Regions from separate parts of the Danio rerio genome. Here region 1 is linked to region 2. The links are chromatin contacts, called in public Hi-C maps. All regions are on one chromosome and are shown on one strand. Each heading gives the region's core, a stretch centred on a gene start, on an enhancer-like site or on the middle of the called end of the contact. The rest is flanking DNA. Distances are from core to core; before and after follow the strand shown. Region 1 holds the start of yju2 (YJU2 splicing factor homolog). Region 2 has its middle 9.5 kb from the start of tgm1l1.

Evidence for each region. A called contact is a pair of places that touch in the nucleus more often than the background predicts.
Region 1: a contact with region 2 is called in a Hi-C map of embryo, with 2.6 times the contacts expected there. The contact joins the promoter of yju2 here to the enhancer-like site in region 2. A contact is called at or near these places in 1 of 18 Hi-C or Micro-C datasets (embryo) and 1 of 4 datasets of contacts at active chromatin or transcription factors (embryo).

What each region holds. Positions count from the first base shown.
Region 1 is chr2:55,436,763-55,440,531 of GRCz12tu, forward strand. It overlaps yju2 (YJU2 splicing factor homolog), which reads left to right and starts at 1,901. Exons shown (of 8, transcript NM_001110833.1): 1 at 1,901-2,074; 2 at 2,424-2,524. The coding sequence starts at 2,051.
Region 2 is chr2:55,104,575-55,108,574 of GRCz12tu, forward strand. No RefSeq gene overlaps it. Among named protein-coding and RNA genes, the nearest start is that of tgm1l1, 9.5 kb to the left of the region's middle. Within about 2 kb of position 2,392, at least 8 of the 62 cell types and tissues checked have an H3K27ac peak or open chromatin away from gene starts, as enhancers often do.

The DNA of each region.
Region 1 (3,769 bases), core at 651-3,150, 330 kb after region 2:
AAACTCTAGACAGAAATGCCAGCTGACCCAGCTGGGACTCGAACCAGCGACCTTCTTGCTGTGAGGTGACAGTGCCAACCACTGTGTCGCCCTAAATTACTAACATTTGACAATTTTTTATTTTATGCTGATGTGTGTTTAATGTAATGTGGACTTGGAGAAGGCATTCGAATGAATGAATGAATGAATGAATGAATGAATGAATATGAGGATGAATGAATGACTGACTGACTGACTGACTGACTGACTGACTGACTGACTGACTGACTGAATGAATGAATGAATGAGTTAATGAATTAATGAATAAATTAATATGAGGATGTATGAATGAATAAATGAAGGAATGAAAGAAAGAAAGAATGAATGAATATGAGGATAAATGTATGAATGAATGAATGAATGAATGAATAAGTTAGTGAATGAATGAATAAATGAATATGAGGATGTATGAATGAATGAATGAATGAATGAATGAGTAAATTAATGAATTAATGAATAAATGAATATGAGGATGTATGAATGAATGAATGAATATGAGGATAAATGTATGAATGAATGAATGAATGAATAAGTTAGTGAATGAATGAATAAATGAATATGAGGATGTATGAATGAATGAATGAATGAATATGAGGATGAATGAATGAATGAATGAATGAATGAATGAATGAATGAACGAACGAATGAATGAATGAATGAATGAATGAGTAAGTTAATGAATTAATGAATAAATGAATATGAGGATGTATGAATGAATGAATGAATGAATATGAGGATAAATGTATGAAGGAATGAATGAATAAGTTAGTGAATGAATGAATAAATGAATATGAGGATGTATGAATGAATGAATGAATGAATGAATGAATGAATGAATGAATGAATGAATATGAGGATGAATGTATGAATGAATGAATGAATAAGTTAGTGAATGAATGAATAAGTTAGTGAATGAATGAATAAATGAATATGAGGATGTATGAATGAATGAATGAATGAATGAATGAATATGAGGATAAATGTATGAATGAATAAGTTAGTGAACGAATGAATAAATGAATATGAGGATGTATGAATGAATGAATGAATGAATGAATGAAGGAATGAATGAATGAATGACTTGGACACGCAGTTTAAAATCCACCCTCGTTTTAATGTTAAAAGTATATCAGATAAGTGTGATGAGTGTAAAGTTGCAGAAGATGTTTATGAAGTATGTACATTATTATGAAGTGTATCAAATATAAATCAGAAAGGAGGAAAAAAATTTATGATTTAGAACAATCATGGAATTTGAAATGATTATTGGGGCAATGAGAAAAATGTGGGAAATTAGCAAAGCTACCTTGAATTTCCTCAGAGATGCAGGACTGGAGCATATTATAATGGTCTTTTAGGAAAATGGTAGGATTTTTAACATTAATATTGTTAATTTTTATTTATCTTTGTAACCATAAAATGTACATGAGGGGCTGCACGGTGGCGCAGTGAGTAGCATGATCGCCTCACAGCAAGGTCGCTTATTCAAGCCTCGGCTGGGTCAGTTGTCATTTCTGTGTGGAGTTTGCATGTTCTCCCCGTGTTGGCATGGGTCCAAAGACATGTGGTACAGGTGAATTGGGTAGGCGGCTAAAGTTGTCCGTAGTGTATGTGCGTGAATGAGTGTGTATGGATCTTTCTTAGTCATGGGTTGCAGCTGGAAGGGTATCTGCTACGTAAAAAAAACATATGCTGTGTAAGTTGGCAGTTCATTCCGCTGTGGCGACCCCTGATTAACAAGGGGACTAATAAATTGAATGAATGAAAATGTACATGAACTCTTGAAATTGCATGTCCCGGAACCATAGGTGGCGGTATGCTCCTAAACAAGTTGGTGGAGATCCACAATTTGTCTCATGTAATGCCATCGTTCTGCCGGTGGTGGCAGCACTGCAGCTCGAAAGTGACCGATACACACAGTCGAGGAAGAAACCTCCAGATCAGTGTGCTAACACGCATTTGAGCATTAACTTATCTTCTTAGTTTAAGTTTTACTCAGTTAAAGAGAACCATGTCGGAAAGAAAAGTTTTAAATGTAAGTATATCCATCTTTAATTGACTACTGTTGTTGTGCTGCGACTTACGGTTGAATTAAAAAGTAACGTACTGCTGCTAACAGCAAGCTAATGAAGTAGCATCGCAATGTTTACGTCTATTTAATAAAAGTCTGATGAACTCATTTTAAATATGAGGTCATGTTTCTGGTGCACTTAAGACTTATGTTAAATCTAGTGCACTTAAAATTCATGTTTGTTATAAAAACGTTAGTTAATGCTCTCGAATGAATCCTCAAATAAGTGTTTACGGAGTGCACTACTGTAAGTTAGTAAATTTGTCATATTATGCTAACGTTAACTTAACGTTATGTCTTTGTTTTTCCTCAGAAATACTATCCCCCGGATTTTGATCCGTCTAAAATCCCTAAACTTAAACTTCCCAAAGACCGTCAGTATGTGGTCAGATTGATGGCACCGTTCAATATGAGGTGAGACGATTTATGTGAATGTATGCATATATGTTGAAGTCTGTTTTACAGTATATTCGTTCAGTGACAGCTTGTGACATGCTCCTTAATGTTTAACATGGTACTTTGAATATTCGGTCTGAAATCTCATGCAAGTATGACGTGATAACAACATTAGCAATATTATTAGTGTGTGTATTAATATTTCAATACACTCACGGTCACTTTATTAGGTACACCTTAATAGTACCAGGTTAGACCCCGTTGAGAACTGCCTTCGTGTCATAAATTCAACAAGGTACTGAAAATATTCCTCAGAGATTTTGGTCCATATTGACATGATAGCATCACACAGCTGCAGATTTGTCGGCTGCACATCCATGATGCCAATCTCCTTCCACCACATCCCGAAGGTGCTCTATTGGATTAAGATCTGGTGATTGTGGAAGCCATTTGAGTACAGTGAACTCTTCATGTTCAAGAAACCCGTCTGAGATGATTCATGCTTTATGACATGGTGTGTTATCCTGCTGCAATTAGTCATCAGAAGATGAGTACACTGTGGTCATAAAAGGATGGACATGGTCAGCAATACTCAGGTATACTGTGGCGTTGACACAGTGCTCAATTGGTACTAATAGACCCAAAATGTGCAAAGAAAATATCCCCCACACCATCACACCACCACCACCAGCCTGAACTGTTGATACAAGCAGTGTGGATCCATGTTTTTATGTTGTTGATGCCAATTTCTGACCCGACTAATCCGAATGTCGCCACTGAAATCGAGACTCATCAGACCAGGTATTGTTTTTACAATCTTATATTCAATTTTGGTGAGCCTGTGTGAAATTTAGCCTCAGTGTCCTGTTCTTAGCTGACAGGAGTGGCACCTGCTGTGGTCTTCTTTGGGATAATATAAAAATCTTTGCGTGTGAAAATCCCAGTAGATCAGCAGTTTCTGAAATACTTAGACCAGCCCGTCTGGCACCAACAACCATGCCACGTTTCTTCAATCACCTTTTTCCTCCATTTTGATGCTCGGTTTAAACTGCAGCAGATCGTCTTGACCATGTCTACATGCTTAAATGCATTGAGTTGCTGCCATGTGCTGATTAGATATTTACATTAACTAGCAGTTGGACAGGTGTACCTAATAAAGTGGCCGGTGAGTGTATATTTGTATATTAATGTGTATTATGAAATTGTATGGCTTTTTTCTTTTTGAAGAGCCTCGGTTATAAGAGACACAGCAGTAACTTTTTT
Region 2 (4,000 bases), core at 1,142-3,641:
AAACTGTATCTTTGACAATTAGACTAATGGCAAATTAGTAGTTTTCTGAAACAATTTCTCTTTTACCACTTTCTTTCTAATAAATGATATACAGTGCTCAACATATACACCTCTCTCAAACTTCTCATTTAATTTTGTATTTTCTATAGGAAGCTTTACAATAGTATGTTTGTGCATTTATACTCACCGGCCACTTTATTAGGTACACCTTCCTAGTACCGGGTGAAGCCCCCTTTTGCCTTCAGAACTGCCTTAATCCTTTGTGTCATAGATTCAACAAGGTACTGGAAATATTCCTCAGAGATTTTGCTCCACACTGACATGACAGCATCACACAGCTGCAGATTTGGCAGCTGCACATTCATGGTGAAAATCTCCAGTTCCAACACATCCCTCGGGTGGTCTATTGGATTGAGATCTGCTGACTGTGGAGGCCCTTTGAGTACAGTGAACTCATTGTCATGTTCAAGAAACCAGTCTGAGATGATTCATGCTTTATGAAATGGTGCATTATCCTGCTGAAAGTAGCCATCAGGAGATGGGTACACTGTGGTCATAAAGGGATGGACATGGTCAGCAATACTCAGGTAGGCTGTGGCGTTGACACAATGCTCTGTTGGTACTAATGGGCCCAAAGTGGGCCATTACACCACCACCACCTGCCTGAACCATTGATACCAGGCAGGATGGATCCATGCTTTCATGTTGTTGATGAAATATTCTGACCCTATTATCTGAATGTCGCAGCAGAAATGGAGACTCATCAGATCAAGCAACGTTTCTCCAATCTTTTATCGTCCAGTTTTGGTGAGCCTGTGGCAATTGTAGCCTCAGTTTCCTGTTCTTAGCTGAGTTAAGAGGAGTGGCAGCCGGTGTGGTCTTCTACTGCTGTAGCTCATCTGCCACAAGGTTTTATGTGTTGTGTGTTCAGAGATGCTGTTTCGCAGAACTCAGTTGTAACGAGTGGTTATTTGAGTTACTGTTGCCTTTCTATTAACTGGAACCGGTCTGGTCATTCTCCTCTGATATCAACAAGGCATTTGCGCCCACAGAATTGCCGCTCACTGGATATTTTCTTTTTTCAGACCATTCTTTGTAAACCCTAGAGATGGTTGTGCATAAAAATCCCAGTAGATCAGCAGTTTCTAAAATACTCAGATCAGCCCTTCTGGCACCAACAACCATGCCACATTCAAAGTCACTTAAATCCCCTTTCTTCCCCATTCTGATGCTCGTTTTGAACTGCAGCAAGTCGTCTTGACCAGGCCTATATGCCTAAATGCATTGAGCTGCTGCCATGTGATTGGCTGATTAGAAATTTGCGTTAATAAACAGTGGGACAGGTGTACCTAATAAAGTGAGTGTATGTTAGATTAGTCAGTACTGAAGCCAAATCTGGAGCTAATCTAACTAAATAACGCATGACAACAGTCCAAAATGAGTACACCAAAATGATATGTTAGGGAAAAATATTAAATAAACATTTAAAAAAGCTAAGTTTAAGAGAAGCAAAAACTATATAAAACTTAGTTGAGTAAGTATTTTTTCCAATATTTTGCATGAATTTAAATGTACCATATGTTTATTTTTTAATATGTTTGGTGACTTAAATATTATTTTAATAAATTGCAAAATTATTTTATGTATTTTATGTATGAATGTATCAAATTATTTGACCTATATTTACTGAGAAATGGATGAAAATACTTCATAATTTATGTTGAGCACCATAGTCAGAATTATTGGCCCCCTTTAGATTTTTTTCGTCTTTTTTAAAAATATTTCCCAAATGATGTTTAACAGATTAAGGGAATTTTCACAGTATGTCTATTAATATTGTTTTCCTGTGGAGAAAGTCTTATTTGTTTTATTGCGGCTAGAATAAAAGCAGTTTTTCATTTTTTAAACACCATTTTAAGGTCAAAATTATTAGCCTCTTTAAGCTATATTTTTTCTCGATAGTCGACAGAACAAACCTGTTATACAATAACTTGCCTAATTACCCTAACCTGCCTGGTTAATCTATTTACCCTAGTTAAGCCTTTAAATATCACTTCAAGCTGAATACTAGTATCTTGAAAAATATCTAGTCAAATATTATTCACTGTCATCATGGCAAAGATAAAAGAAATCATTTATTAGAAATTAGTAATTAAAACTATTATGTTTGGAAAAATCTTCTCTTCGTTAAATAGAAATTAGGGGAAAAAATAATCAGTGGGGCTAATAATTCAACTGTATATATTTTAATACAATATATAGGTGATAAACTTGACTGAGCTATTTTGTGCAGCTTTAAACCTAAGAGAGAGAAAAGGGTGGACAAAGTACCATTACAAAACTTGACGTCAAGACAAAGGGAGTTGCGCAACTTGAAGTGAATACGCACAGGAAATGAGTGAGAGCGATATGGGCAAAGTTTACCACTCCTGTCTGATTCATATGGTTATATGTCATAATACATACAGCACCATATATCATAACATTGATTCTAAATAATGTCATTCATGATTGCACGGATTGCATTTATATTAGACCTGTCATTGTTCTCAGACACGCCCAATCACAGAGCAGCGATGATGTCAAAAATGCGTCACTGGAGAGAACTCGCACTGAAATTAGTCAATCTGATGGCTTGATTTGATAGTGAAGACAAGTATTTGCAATATGCTCATTTAGATTTCATTAGAAAAAAGGAAACAATATTGTTCTTTAGAAATATTGCATAGTAAAAAGAAATGAGAGCATACACTTGCATATGTTATATGCAAAGTATCAAAGACTTAGATGATCACTTTTTATTTTAATGCATAACTTACGCATTTATTTTTGTATTCATTCACTCATTCATTTTCTTGTCGGCTTAGTCCCTTTATTAATCCAGGGTCGCCACAGCGGAATGAACCGCCAACTTATCCAGCAAGCTTTTACGCAGCGGATGCCCTTCCAGCCGCAACCCATGTCTGGGAAACATCCACACACACATTCACACACACTCTCATACACTACGGACAATTTAGCCTCCCCAATTCACCTGTACCACATGTCTTTGGACTGTGGGGGACACCGGAGGACCCGGAGGAAACCCATGCGAAGGCAGGGAGAACATGCAAACTCCACATAGAAACGCCAACTGAACCAGCGACCTTCTTGCTGTGAGCGAACGTGCTACCCACTGCCTCGCCTATTTTTGTATTATATTCATTATTTTTTAAAGTCCTCTAGCCTTCTAAATCAATTAGTTTAAACAAATTGTTTTGACTTTCGAAATGTAACACTACAATATATTTCCAGATTTCTTGTTTACATATTTACATCACTGAAGTGCAAATGTTCAGTTATTTATATTTACAGTACTGAAATGCAATTGTCTGAAGTTATTTATATTTTCATATTTACAGCTTTATCTATATTTATATTTCTTACATTACTTTAATGCAAATGTCTATAGTTATTAATATTCCCATAGTTAAGTTTTATACATTTATATATGTATAATTTACATAATATTTTACACCAGAAAATAGTTTTGCTGTTTGTTCAAACTATTTATTTAAAATGAACTTTTAGGGGGGATTTCAATTTGTAAAAAAAAAAAAAAAAGAAACTATTAAGTTAACTTAATTCCTTCATGCCGTCCCAACACAAATCAATTGTGTGAAACCCGGCATTTATTACACTGTATGTTTAAATGTTTACATAACTTTATATTTCTGTAGTGTAGGCAACACTGTATAAAAACATTAACAATGAATACACACACTTAAAAAACGATGTTTGTTTGCTCAAACTTCTCATATTAAATAAGCTGAAACAACACAATTCTTGAGTTTTCTTTAAGACAACTTAATTGTTCAATGTTAAATCCACTTAAATTTGTATAAACTAATAAGTTAAACTAAATAAGTTAAACTAATAAGCACAAATTGATTGTGTGGAGCCCTGCATGTTTTGCAGTGCAGTTACAGTGCATCCGGACAGTATTCATAGGGCTTCACTT